Regions from separate parts of the Mus musculus genome. Here all the other regions are linked to region 2. Evidence: chromatin contacts called from public promoter capture Hi-C data. All regions are on one chromosome and are shown on one strand. The core of a region is the stretch at or near the end of the contact, and the rest is flanking DNA. Distances in the headings are between cores, read along the strand shown. Region 1 overlaps Oxr1 (oxidation resistance 1). Region 2 holds the start of Oxr1 (oxidation resistance 1). Region 3 overlaps Oxr1 (oxidation resistance 1).

Region 1 (3,890 bases), core at 1,261-3,760, 290 kb before region 2:
TCTGACTACTGATGTGTATCAGAAAGCACCTGTACCCCTCTGTATGACGTTTTCTTCCAAACACTTACCGCCAAGTGATACATATTGATTTATGGCTAGTTAACTTGAGTAAGATTTAAGCACGGAGATGTTCAATACAGTCCCTGCATCTAAACCAATACTGTCAGATAGCAAAGCATGCCTGCTTTATGACCCAAACACACGTAGCCATTCAGCAGGTGTTCAAGAAATATTTATAGAAAATTGAACTGATTGAAAGCACAATTGATATATGCCAGATTAATCAATGTATGAATAATAATGGTATTATATTTTAAATTTCCTTCTAAATTAATCATACTTTGGGTAGCATGTGTTAACTGACATCATCTAAATTGTGATTTAAAAGTACTAATAGATCAAGTAAATGGGATTATATTATTAAAAGATTAGCTTTTATGAGGGTGGGGTGGCATGGAGAAAGTGTTCAAGGCACAAAGACCAACTCATGATGAAGCCCACTGTGGCTTCGAGGGGACAGAAAATAGGAGAGAGATGACATTCTAGGAAACAAGTGCCTTCATAGAGCTTGTAAATTATTTTTGACAATTTTGATTTTAATCTCAGAGCCACAGGGATACAATTAGGATTTTAAGCAGAGCATTAATGGAATCAGATTTGACCTTTAGAAATTAACCATAAGTCATGTAATGGGTTACAGAGAGATATGTCCTGAATATAGGAGACCACCTCTGAGCTGATGGTTGTAATCTGTGTGCTCTATGAAGCACAATTATGGCAGTAGGGATTAAGAGAGGTGAATTAATTCAGGAGGCTTTAGAGGGTGGCTTGATTTTTTTTTAATTTTTAATTATTTTCTATTTTTTGGCTAGTTGTGGCAATGTTTGTTGGGCCTTGGAAGGGAGAGGAAAGAACTAGTTTGGCACTAGAGAATGGAGAAGGAAATGAGTTTAAAGGGCAAATGATATAAAATCAACTTTGAAAGGCTAATATTGGAGTACCTCTGGTGTATCCTAATGGACATGACTAAGTAACAGTTGGAGATATTGGTCTAAAGTTTGTAATAATCTTCAGGGTGAGTAATTTAGATGGCAGCATCTTAGATATGAACTGATATTACCTAGGGGCAAAGTGTTCTTATACAGTTTGTATTTAGACTCAGCACTATCACTGTTTTATCCCACTTACTTTCTGTTTGGGTTTTCTCTCCTCCACATACACATGCACATTTGTATGTGCACACACACACACACATACACACGCACGCGTGCGCGCGTACACACACACACACACACACACACAGAAAAATATTTGCTGACTTATTTGACAACAAATTACACACATTGTAGTCCTCTACCTCATTTACTTAAATGCATATTTCTTATGGTTATTCATGCTTAAAAAATAACACAATGTAACGTTTAGATTTGAGTAAATTCTACATTGATTTAATATACTTCTTAATAATCTCATGTCTCTGTCCCAGTTTTGACTACTCGTCCATTAATAACTCTAGGCTGCATTAATTTTCAGGATAAGGTGTATTTTTTCAGCTTCCCCAACTGTATATAGGATGATTTTCATATATATGTATATATATATATATATATATATATATATATACATATATATATGTATGTATATATATATATATATATATATATATATATATATATATATATATATATATCCTCCAAACCTTGTTATGTCTCTCACAGGAAGGAAAATGCAGATATTTAAGTAATCAGTATAATTCATGAATTTAGGGTGTGTGTGTGTGTGTGTGTGTGTATATATATATATATATGTATGTATATATATATAAAACGGTCATTTCTTGTAACTTTCCCATCTATCTAGAGAAGACAAGGACAAGGATACTATGTTCCCAGATGGACCTTTTTAGTATGTGGCACTTGATTTTATGCTGTTTCATGAGTAGGAAAACATAAGATCTAGAAAGTGGGGTTTTTTTGTTTGTTTGTTTGTTTGTTTTTTTATTTTTTCGAGACAGGAGACCATGCTATTATGCTATTTAAGTTGCACTTTGTTCTCTTGTTTGTTTGTTTTTTCCTCTTAGAGGGGTGAGGCAGGTTGGAAACAGGTTTCCCTATGTAGTCCTGGCTGTCCTGGACCTCTCTCTGTAGACATAGTTGGGCTCAAACTCAGAGAGATCTGCCTGCCTCTGCCTCCCTAGTCCTGGGATTAAAGGATTGTTTTCTCTCCCTCTCCCTCTCTCCCTCCCCCTTTCCTCCCCATCCCCCTCCCTCCCGCCCCACCCTCTCTCTCCTTAAGTGCTGTCAAAATAAACAAAGGATGAGGTAGAGTACTGGACCGAGGTACAAAGCCCACTCGACCGACCAAATAGTATTTAAGATTCAGATTCCTACTAAGGAAAGGCAGGATATAAAGCATTGGCAGAAGTAAATTTGTGGTCTTGCAGCAAGGAGTCTAGAGGAGGAAGCATTCCCAGTTTACCAGGACCTGAGGCACAATGGGAAGCTTTAGTTACAGGAAGCCTCTGAACGCCCTAGTGAAGCTGCTAAACTGGTTTCTGTTTCCCTTTGTGGGTGTTTTGTTCAAAGAAGAAAAGCAAGTTTTGGCCTGCCATTGGTTACACTAAAGGTTGATCTTTAGTTAAAAAGGAATGGATTTGTCAGGATCATTTTCCTTCACTAGGATCCTAATTTAGGTGATTTTGGCTCAAAGTCACCCACACCTGAAAATTTTCTTCCTTCTTTAACTGCGGTTCAACATAGAAACTTTGAGAAATGTACCTGGATTGATCTGCACAACCACCTACAAGGAAGATGTTTGTCCAGTGATCAAAACAGTACACACTGGAGTCCTTAGCTGCCCACAGGAACCGCCACCAACATGAACAAGAATACATCTGTCATTAGGGTCTCTGAGAAATCTGCCACAGAATCCATGAACTCCAGCAAGAAAGAGATGCATGCCTTAAAACCAGAACTGAATAACAGGCTCATAGAGAATAGGTAAACAATAGGGGCTTTGAAATCTGGTGAATCTGAGATTGAATTCTCCCTGCTACTGTTACCTCATTGCTTTTTCTGGACAACATAAAGGTCTATGTGCCCCAGTTGCATCTAGAGTACAAAAGAGAGAGAGAAATAATATCTACCCACTAAGGTATTAAATTAGGATTGAAGGAGACAATATATGCAGAATATCTTAAACACAGGGGCTGGCATATGGTGGGTGCTTGAAATAGCTCCTAGTACCCTTTAACACACTAACAAGGGCTGATCCAATACAAGGCAGAAGAGAGACTGAAGGCAGAATCAGGGGAGAGAAGAGAACTGAGCCTTCTTCAGGTTGCTGGCACAGTCAGTGGAGGAAGGAAAGCAGGGGACAGAAGGCTTCATCTGTAGACGGAAGGTGGCTCCATGCTTGCACGCATTAGCAACCAGCCAAGGTCATTACTGGAATGCATCCATCTCAGTAGATGCTCCTTCCATATGACATGGACCCTTTTAAAAACTGCTACAGGAAGCCAGGCGTGGTGGTGCACGCCTTTAATCCCAGCACTTGGGAGGCAGAGGCAGGTGAATTTCTGAGTTCAAGGCCAGCCTGGTCTACAGAGTGAGTTCCAGGACAGCCAGACAGCCAGGACAATATGGAGAAACCCTGTCTCGGAAAAAAACAAAACAAAACAAAAACAAAAAACAAAACAAACAAACAACAACAAAAAAAAACAGCTGCCGGAGCACAAGCACAGGAAGCCTATTTAACAATGAAGAAAGGCGAAGTATGTCTCCCAGGTGATTGATTACATTGGAACATCATCAGGAAAGAGCAGAAAGCACTAGGGTCTACAAGATAGCATTTGACTCCAAATGTTCACATGCACAGGAGAGAATAGTTGT
Region 2 (4,092 bases), core at 96-2,595:
TTAATCCTGTCCTGGACCACGTCCAGAGTCCTGATCTCCCAGTCGTGGAGACAGACTGCACAGCTCGGAGGACCCCTGGCCTGCACCACGCACCTGCAAAGCGCATGCATGTACACCCCCTGCTGCGTGTTGCACGCTGCAGACTTCTACCTTACTAACCAGCCCAAAACACAAATTCCCCCTCCCCATAGGAGACTAGGGATCCCCTTGGCCTAGAACACACACCACTCCCCCTCTGTGTAACGCACAAACCCAGCCCCACATTGCTTAAAAGGAACCCGGATACACAATCCGGTAAGCGAAAGCACTGGTGGCTCCCCTTAAGTGACTACCTTCCTCCCTGCTTCATCTCTGTCCAGGATCCTAGGAGCCTCCAAACCAGATAGGAGATGGAAGAGGAACCTCAGAGAAGTACCTCTAAACCTCTACCATGGGACTTGACTCACGGAAGCCTCCAACCCTATGCACAGGTTTGCAACTCCCCTTCCTCCCTATCCTAGGCATGAATCTACCCCACTCCCTGCTCACATTCCCCCATATCCCTCATCACCTTTCCAGCCCTCCCTTCCAGGCCACTTTCTAAACCCGCTGGTTCTCACAACGTGTTGCCTCACACACTCCCTCCGGAGGCTTGAATTAAATCTGCCTCTTTCCATCATATCTACCTAAGCTTGTTCTGATTCCCCGAATTAACCAAGTTCACCCGCCCATCAGGCGCCCACTGACCCTTCCACTGGCGTCCTTTACTCTCCTACAAATCCGCTTTTCACACGCCCCACTTTCCATCTATCTCCCCTTCTGTCATCCTGGTTCAGGACACACCGCCCTTCTATTTTGCTCTCTGACCCTCTGTCAGTCCTAGGGACACCACTTTCCCTTTTTGGCTGTTCCCAGGCAGGTCCCTGCTCTCCAAACCTTCCCTTCCCCATCGGGCACTAGCCGGCTCCTGGCCTGCCGGGTCCGCTCCCTCATCCGCGGTCCTTCTTCCTTCCAGAGTGACCCACACCTGAACCCTGAGCCAGTCCTACCCTCCGGGGTCTGCTCATTATAGCTTTTGCTAGAGCATCCTTGTAAGCAGGAGCTCTCTACCTGCCCAGCGGTTGGGAGAAGCGCGGGACTCCGGAGGCAGAAGGCTGCCCGCTCTCCGGGTGTCCAGGCGCTCTTCCCGCTCGCCATCCCCAGCTCCCCCAGCGCCTAGCCCTCGCCCCGGCGGCGCCCAGCAGCCGCACAAACTTACTTGCGGGTCGGCGGGAGGGGGCTGCGGCGAGCGGTGCGAGCCCCGTAGCGGCGAGTGCGCCCCTCTCGGTGGGGCCGGGCGGCGCTGGCACTGCGCTCCCGCGGCCGCGCGCGGACTGCGCTCAGCCTGACGCAGCCCAGCTCTGCCCCCACCGCCGTCGCCGCCGCCGGGGCCGCGGAGCGCTTGCAGACTTGCTCAGTTTCCGGACCTGCCCGCGTGGAAGCTACCAAGAGCCATCCGCGGCGGGGGAGGCGGCGCCGAGCTGCAGAGCGACGGCCACGAGCTGGAGGCGACCACGCCGGCGGCTCCGGGAAAAGGGGGGGCGAAGCCCTGCTAAAAATAGCTCCTGCGGAAGGAAGCTACCGGCTGCCAGCGCACCCCCTTTCCGCGCGTCCCCGCAGCGAACTCTCGGGCTCCGGGAGCTGGCGTCCTCCTGGACCCCTGCCCTGGGAAACCGTGCCCCAAGAACAGACACCTGCCAGGGTAGCCAGAGCAGAGTCCCAACTCCAGGCTGCGGGGTATGGCACCCCTTCCCGTCCCCGGTCCCCAGAGCTGCCCAGCAGCCCTAGCCTCAGGGCCTTAGACAGAGACATCGAGAAGATACTGGTCTGAAATTATGGGAAAGCTCCTCTGCTACTGACTTACCAAGAGGAAGAAAAAAGTTTTCAGGGTTATTCTGGTGGAATTGGAACGAGAAATCAAGGAAGGCGGGCAAAATACAAAGATCTGGCCAAAGGGTGAAGGTATGGGGCTGTGGGTTGAAAGGGGCTCTGGAAAGATCTCCTTAAATACAAGAGTAGGCTGGGCTTCTCCCCGACTTCTATTTCCGCAGGATTTTACATAATTAGTTGACACTCAGCCTGACCTTGGAGGCACTGTTCCTGTTGCCTGAACTGTAATTTACTTTCCCTGCCTGCTGCCTTCTACTTCCACCGCTCCCACCTTTCCAACTCTGCCTGGGAAATTATGAGAGAGGAGTAGGGGTAGGGGCCAAAGTACAACTAGGTAGACTGGACCTCGGCCCTTTCTTGAAGGAAGTCGGTCCCTTTGCCAAGATGAGACTGCATCAATCCGACCAGCAAATCAGCCCAAAGGCCTCTCAAAACCTGGTAGTGAGTGGGTTCTCACTATTAATCTCCAGGATACCCCACCTCAATTGCTGACAACTAGTGTTATCTCTTCTCTCCTTTGAAAGTGAAACGTCCATCAGTCTGTAAAACGAAAGCCAAGAGGAAAGGGGAGGAGGAAATATTTATACTGAAAAGGAAAAGAAATGAATTTGAGAAAAGCATAGTGATGTACATGCATTTCGTAATGAAACCCATTATTTTTTACCCTGAAAAAATCAATAAAGATTTCAATTATAAGAATGAGATGTTCACATATTTCCTGGGTCAAGTTATAGTTTTAGCTTTTTCTCTGGAAGTCACCAAATTAGATTCATCAGTTAAGAATTCATTGCTTTTATTTGACAGAAGAGGACGTTGAAGCCTGGAGACAACTGTTGCCTGAAATAATACCTAATTGAACCCAAAATCTGCCGGATGAGAAATTACCCAAGTTTAAATATAACCTATTATTTCCTGAAATCCATAGCTGTAGTTAGAGTAAGAAATCAGGAAACTAGGCGCAGTTTTCAGTGCAGCTAATGAATTTGGTAATCTTGTTTTCTCTACTTGTAAGAAGGAAATCCAGAGCCTAGATTTTGCGTTCTCTTGAAAGTGACTATTTTATCCCAGTTCATTTATGTCTTTTGAGGTTATGCATGGACTAGAACTGAGCTTCACCAAGAGCTCACAGTACATGCTCAATAAAAATGCATTCACTTGCCATTATTGAGACTTAGGAAAGCTTGGCTTGCCAACAGAAGGCACACGGTTGTACTTTTTAACAGCGCTATAACAGTGTATGTCTCTGCTCAAGACATACTCCTAAATCAGATCCTTCAATTTGCAATCACAGTCTAGTTTTATGTTTAACTTTCTTTCCTCTGAAGCTATCTCTTAAGCTTATCTATCCTTTCCTGTCCTAAGTAACATGGGATGAGAGATGAATGCTGTGCACACGGGTGCCATCACACTATTACTTCCTGCCAGTCACACTTGAGGTGGTGTGATCTTGACATTTCTTTGACACTGCACACACACTCTCTGTAGGGGGACATGCCTTCACTTTAAAGTCTGTTTCGGTTCCTACATAAAACCTATGGTTCAAAATGTACTGCGTTCAAGACTTTGAATGCCAAGTGAAAGCAACTCACTAGCATAGATACATTGAGAAAATTATACATTGGTTCACAGAGGTGGGACCTCCTGCCCGACACGGGACCATAGAGCAGTATTCCCCTGTTCTAAGCACTGTTTCCTGTGCTGGTGTTAATATTCCTTCCCTACGAGCAGAATGCACTCCCATCCATGCATCAGGGACAAAGTTGACAATCTTATTTTCTTTGTCAAAACAGATCAAGACTTACTCTCATGAGGCTTAAAATACAAACCCAATTGGCTGTCTAGACCCACACAGATGAATCTATCTTCCCTAGAGAAAGATTCTCAAAAGGAAAATATCTAGTAGCTGAAGGTACCCATGAAACTTACGAAACAGTGTGCATTGCCTTCCTGAAGAGTCTTGCCTCCCCTGCAGTCAAAGAGAGAGAGAGACAGAGACAGAGAAACAGAGAGAGAGAGACAGGGAGACACAGTCAGACAGAGACAGAGAGACAGAGACACACAAAGAGAGTGACAGAGACAGAGACTATTGGCATATTCGGTCTGAGTTATCAAAATGAGCAAAAGGATACCACTTTGAAGAGGTTTTTTTCTTCCTTTTCCCAGGTGAGAATACTTTGATTTGCC
Region 3 (4,116 bases), core at 913-3,412, 270 kb before region 2:
TGTTTATCTGTGTACAATGTATGTGTCTGGTGCCTGCAGAGGCCAGAATAGAATCCTAGATCTCCAGGAACTTGAGTTACAGATAGGTGTGAGCTGCCAAGTGGATGCTGGGAGTCAAACCCAGGTCCTACTGAAGAGCAACCAGTGTTCTTAATTGGTGATGTATCTTTGCAGCCCCAAGACAAATATTTCTAATTGAGAGAAAGAACCATTTCAAGGCATTTTATAGCTCGGAAGAAAGTTTGAGTATAAAGCAGTTTTCCATCTAGAAATGTGAGTTATTCTTCATAGGTCTCTAAAAAAGAGGTGTCAAAAGACCCCTACTGCTAAGTACGTATTATGAAGTACAGACTTTGCAAGGACCAGGCTGAAGATATGGGGTATGGTGATTTAAATAGCCACGAATGTAATCACCTGCTATGGACTATGTTGAGGTACAGTGAGGTTATCTACACATGAACTGGATGGTACCACAACTGAGTCTGGTTATTATCATTCTATTATCAGATGGCTTTCATAGTTACTGCTTGGGTCACTCTGAGAGACACCAGCAGACATTGATATGAAGTAGACTGCAGGCTCTGGGGAGGGCTCTCTAGGGATTAGGAAGTTATTCTTACAGTAGAGGAGGCCTTGGGGGTTAGATTACCAGTTACTCCAATTAGTTTCCTTTTACCAGCTCTTGGTAGATACTATGTTTTTCTGAACTTATACAGTGAGTTTCTTTTTTTTAAATTAGGTATTTATTTCATTTACATTTCCAATGCTATCCCAGAAGTCCCCACACGCTCCCCTACCCACTCCCCCACCCACCCACTCCCACTTCTTGGCCCTGGCGTTCCCCTGTACCGGGGCATATAAAGTTTGCATGTCCAATGGGCCTCTCTTTCCACTGATGGCCGACTAGGCCATCTTTTGATACATATGCAGCTAGAGACAAGAGCTCCAGGGTACTGGTTAGTCCATATTGTTGTTCCACCTATAGGGTTGCAGATCCCTTCAGCTCCTTGGGTACTTTCTCTAGCTCCTCCATTGGGGGGTCCTGTGATCCATCCAATAGCTGACTGTGAGCATCCACTTCTGTGTTTGCTAGGCCCCAGCATAGACTCACAAGAGACAGCTACATCTGGGTCCTTTCAGCAAAATCTTGCTAGTGTATGTAATGGTGTCAGCGTTTGGAGTTTCTTATATCATAAATGAGGTCACTTCTCTGGTTAAAAATCCTTCAAAGGTTTTCTTCCTCTCGCTATTTGTAATGAAATCCAAACTCCTTTTCCAGATTTCAGCCATCCTGCATGCAGCTGCCTCTCCTTTTTAGGGGGCAGAAGGTGAGACAAGGTCTCTTGTATCCCAAATGATCTCAAAGATACTGCTTTTAGCTCATGACCTTTTACTCTCAATCCTCCCATCCCTTCCTCCCAAATTCTGGGATTTTGGGTGTGTACCACCATCCCTGGCTTCCCGTGCTTGTTTCTCTACTAACTCAAGAATGACTCTTTTAATTTTCCTGCCTTTCATATTCCAAACTCACCTTTGGGAGGGGGGCTTCATTCATGCTGTTTTCTGCACATTCAAATGCAGGTCAGATTTTCTCCATTTACTTCCTAGTTCTTAGCTTTCCTAGTCTTGTCTCTCCCTCCCTCCTTACTGAGTTCACATTACCTCCTTGAAAACTTTAGTTTTAGGCACTCACCGTGTCCATATATATGGACTACCGCTATGTTTCATGCACATGCCACCATCTTATTTATGCATTGATGCTCTTTCCTGTTTACTGGCTAGTTATTCATACATGCATATAAACTCTGTTAGTAGAGGTCCTGATCTTTCATTTCTGCATGGTAATGGGGATTCAATAAACACTTAGTAGGGACAGGGTAAGGAGATAAGCTAAGATGAAGTGCTTCTCAATATTCTAATCGTAAGTCTCCCTCCCCCACCCACAGCAGTATGTTCAGTTTCAGGGATTAAGGTACCCCTCCCCCACCCACAGCAGTATGTTCAGTTTCAGGGACTAAGGTTCCCCTCCCCCACCCACAGCAGTATGTTCAGTTTCAGGGGCTAAGGTTCCCCTCCACCACCCACAGCAGTATGTTCAGTTTCAGGGGTTAAGGTTCCCCTCCACTGGTGGGAGTCTGACTAAATTGTGGACATGGGAAGAAAAACTGTGTCTCCAGCAGCAGATGGCAGCACTGCCTTGGAACAAAGGCATCTATGATTCTAAGGACCTCTGTCCCCTTGCTTCCCACTAAATGAGTACCATCGCGCTTACTGTTAAATGGGTAAAACGTGCATTTACTTTTTATGAAATAAGAAAAGAGCTGATGCCTTAAAAGAGGTGTTAAGCTATCCTTTCTCTCTGGATAAACGGAAGCTTTTAGTTCATCGATCCAGGAAAACCCAGGCTTGACTGCTGCCTTTATTCAAGTGGGAAGCAGTTAGTTACAGGCCCTGGAAGAGCTGGACTAGGGACGTAGCTACAGTTCTTGTTTTCAGCTTTGTCCTGTTTTCCAGAAGTGGGGAATAAGAGTAAATGAATAGACAATTACACTGTGTAACTCACAAAAATTTTGAGTTACATATGAAACAATGAAACGAACTAATCTGAACTTAAGTAGTCTGCCTAGACTCATGCAGCAACAACACAGAGCTCTTAGTGGGAGCTTTACCCCTACTGTGTGACATTACAAGAAACTGCTTGTTTTGAAAGGAAATGAGGGATGGCAATTAGTTTGTAACTTCAATATCCCACTCTCACCAATAGACAGGTCATCCAGACAAAAATTAAACAGAGAAATCCTGGAGTTAAATACCATCATCAAATCAAATGGAGCTAACAGACATCTATAGATTTTTCCATTTAAACACAAATTAACATAGTTTCTTCTAGACAGCTCATGGAAGTTTCTCTGAAATTGACCACAAAGCAGTCAGACCCAAAGCAACTCTGAACAGATACAAAAACATTGAAAAAGCACTGTGCATGCTACCTGACCACCATGAATTAAAGCTAAATACCAACAACAACAGAAGTTCATAAACTGGTGGAAAGTGAACAACTCACTACTGAGAGAAAAATGGGCCATGACAGAAATTCACAAGAAAATTAGAAACTTTATAGAACTGAATGAAATTATAAACATGTGCTGGCTAGTCTTAGGTGAACTTGATACAAACTAGGTTTATTGGAAAGGAGGGAACCTTAATTGAGAAAATGCCTCCATAACATCCACCCATAAAGCATTCTCTTACTTAGTAATTGATGTGGGGAGGGCCCATCCCTTCACAGCTGATGCCTGCCCTGGGCTGGTGGTCCAGAGTTCTGTGAGAAAGCAGGCCAATCGTGCCAGGAAGAGCAAGCCAGTAAGCAGCACCATCCTCACATGGCTACTGCATCAGCTCCTGCTTCCAGGTCCCTGCCCTGTTACAGCTCCTGTCCTGACTTCCTTTGCTGATGAACAGCAATATGGAAGTATAAGCCAAATTCCTCCACAACCTGTCTTTTGTTCATGGTACTTTGTTGCAGCAACAGAAACCCTAACTAAGATAATACCCAAGGAAGGCAGTTCTAAGAAGCAAGTTCGTAGTACTAAATAGTATCAAATAATTGGGCAGGTTTACTATTAGTAACTCATTGGCACACCTGAAAGCTCTACATCAAAACGAAATAACACCCAAAAAGCGTATATGGCAAGAAATCATCAAACTCGGGGCAGAAATCAATGAAATCGAAACACACACACAGGCACATGTACACATGCGGCATGCACACATACAAACAGGCACACACAGGCACATGTACACATGCGGCATGCACACACACACAATGGAGAATCAATAAAATGAAGAGTTGGTTCTTTGAGAAAATCAATAAGACTGACCAACCATTAACCAATTTATCTAAAAGACAGAGAGAAAGGATCTAAATTAATAAAGTTGTAAGTAAAAGAAAGACATCACAAGAGACAGCAAGGAAATCCAGAGACTCTTAAGGGAATACTTTAAAAACAAAACAAAACAAAAAAAAAAACCTATGCTATAACAAAGTGGAAAATCCAAAATAAATGTATAAATTTCTCAATATATTCCATCTGCAAATGGTAAATCAAGAGCAGA

Evidence for each region. Promoter capture Hi-C pulls out the DNA fragments that hold promoters and counts their contacts.
Region 1: a contact with region 2 is called in a promoter capture Hi-C map of embryonic stem cells, with 4 times the contacts expected there. The contact joins the enhancer-like site here to the promoter of Oxr1 in region 2. A contact is called at or near these places in 4 of 39 promoter capture datasets (embryonic stem cells and stem cell-derived epiblast-like cells), 6 of 115 datasets of contacts at active chromatin or transcription factors (bone marrow-derived dendritic cells, bone marrow-derived macrophages, embryonic stem cells and 1 more) and 3 of 9 other capture datasets (adipose tissue, embryonic stem cells and liver).
Region 3: a promoter capture Hi-C map of hippocampal neurons shows a contact between it and region 2, with 2.6 times the contacts expected there. The contact joins the enhancer-like site here to the promoter of Oxr1 in region 2. A contact is called at or near these places in 9 of 39 promoter capture datasets (the 3T3-L1 cell line, embryonic stem cells, hippocampal neurons and 3 more), 17 of 484 Hi-C or Micro-C datasets (the AML12 cell line, the HL-1 cell line, the N1E-115 cell line and 7 more), 9 of 115 datasets of contacts at active chromatin or transcription factors (astrocytes, bone marrow-derived macrophages, cardiomyocytes and 3 more) and 5 of 9 other capture datasets (adipose tissue, embryonic stem cells, liver and 2 more).

The regions. Positions count from the first base shown.
Region 1 is chr15:41,740,696-41,744,585 of GRCm38.p6, reverse strand. All of the region lies in intron 3 of Oxr1 (oxidation resistance 1), which reads right to left. Among named protein-coding and RNA genes, the nearest start is that of Abra, 130 kb to the left of the region's middle. Within about 2 kb of position 2,510, at least 29 of the 459 cell types and tissues checked have an H3K27ac peak or open chromatin away from gene starts, as enhancers often do. A contact at or near this core is called in embryonic stem cells, where this site is marked.
Region 2 is chr15:41,444,735-41,448,826 of GRCm38.p6, reverse strand. Oxr1 (oxidation resistance 1) reads right to left here and starts at 1,345. Exons shown (of 17, transcript NM_001130166.1): 1 at 1,238-1,345.
Region 3 is chr15:41,717,602-41,721,717 of GRCm38.p6, reverse strand. All of the region lies in intron 3 of Oxr1 (oxidation resistance 1), which reads right to left. Among named protein-coding and RNA genes, the nearest start is that of Abra, 150 kb to the left of the region's middle. Within about 2 kb of position 2,162, at least 15 of the 459 cell types and tissues checked have an H3K27ac peak or open chromatin away from gene starts, as enhancers often do. A contact at or near this core is called in the HL-1 cell line and hippocampal neurons, where this site is marked.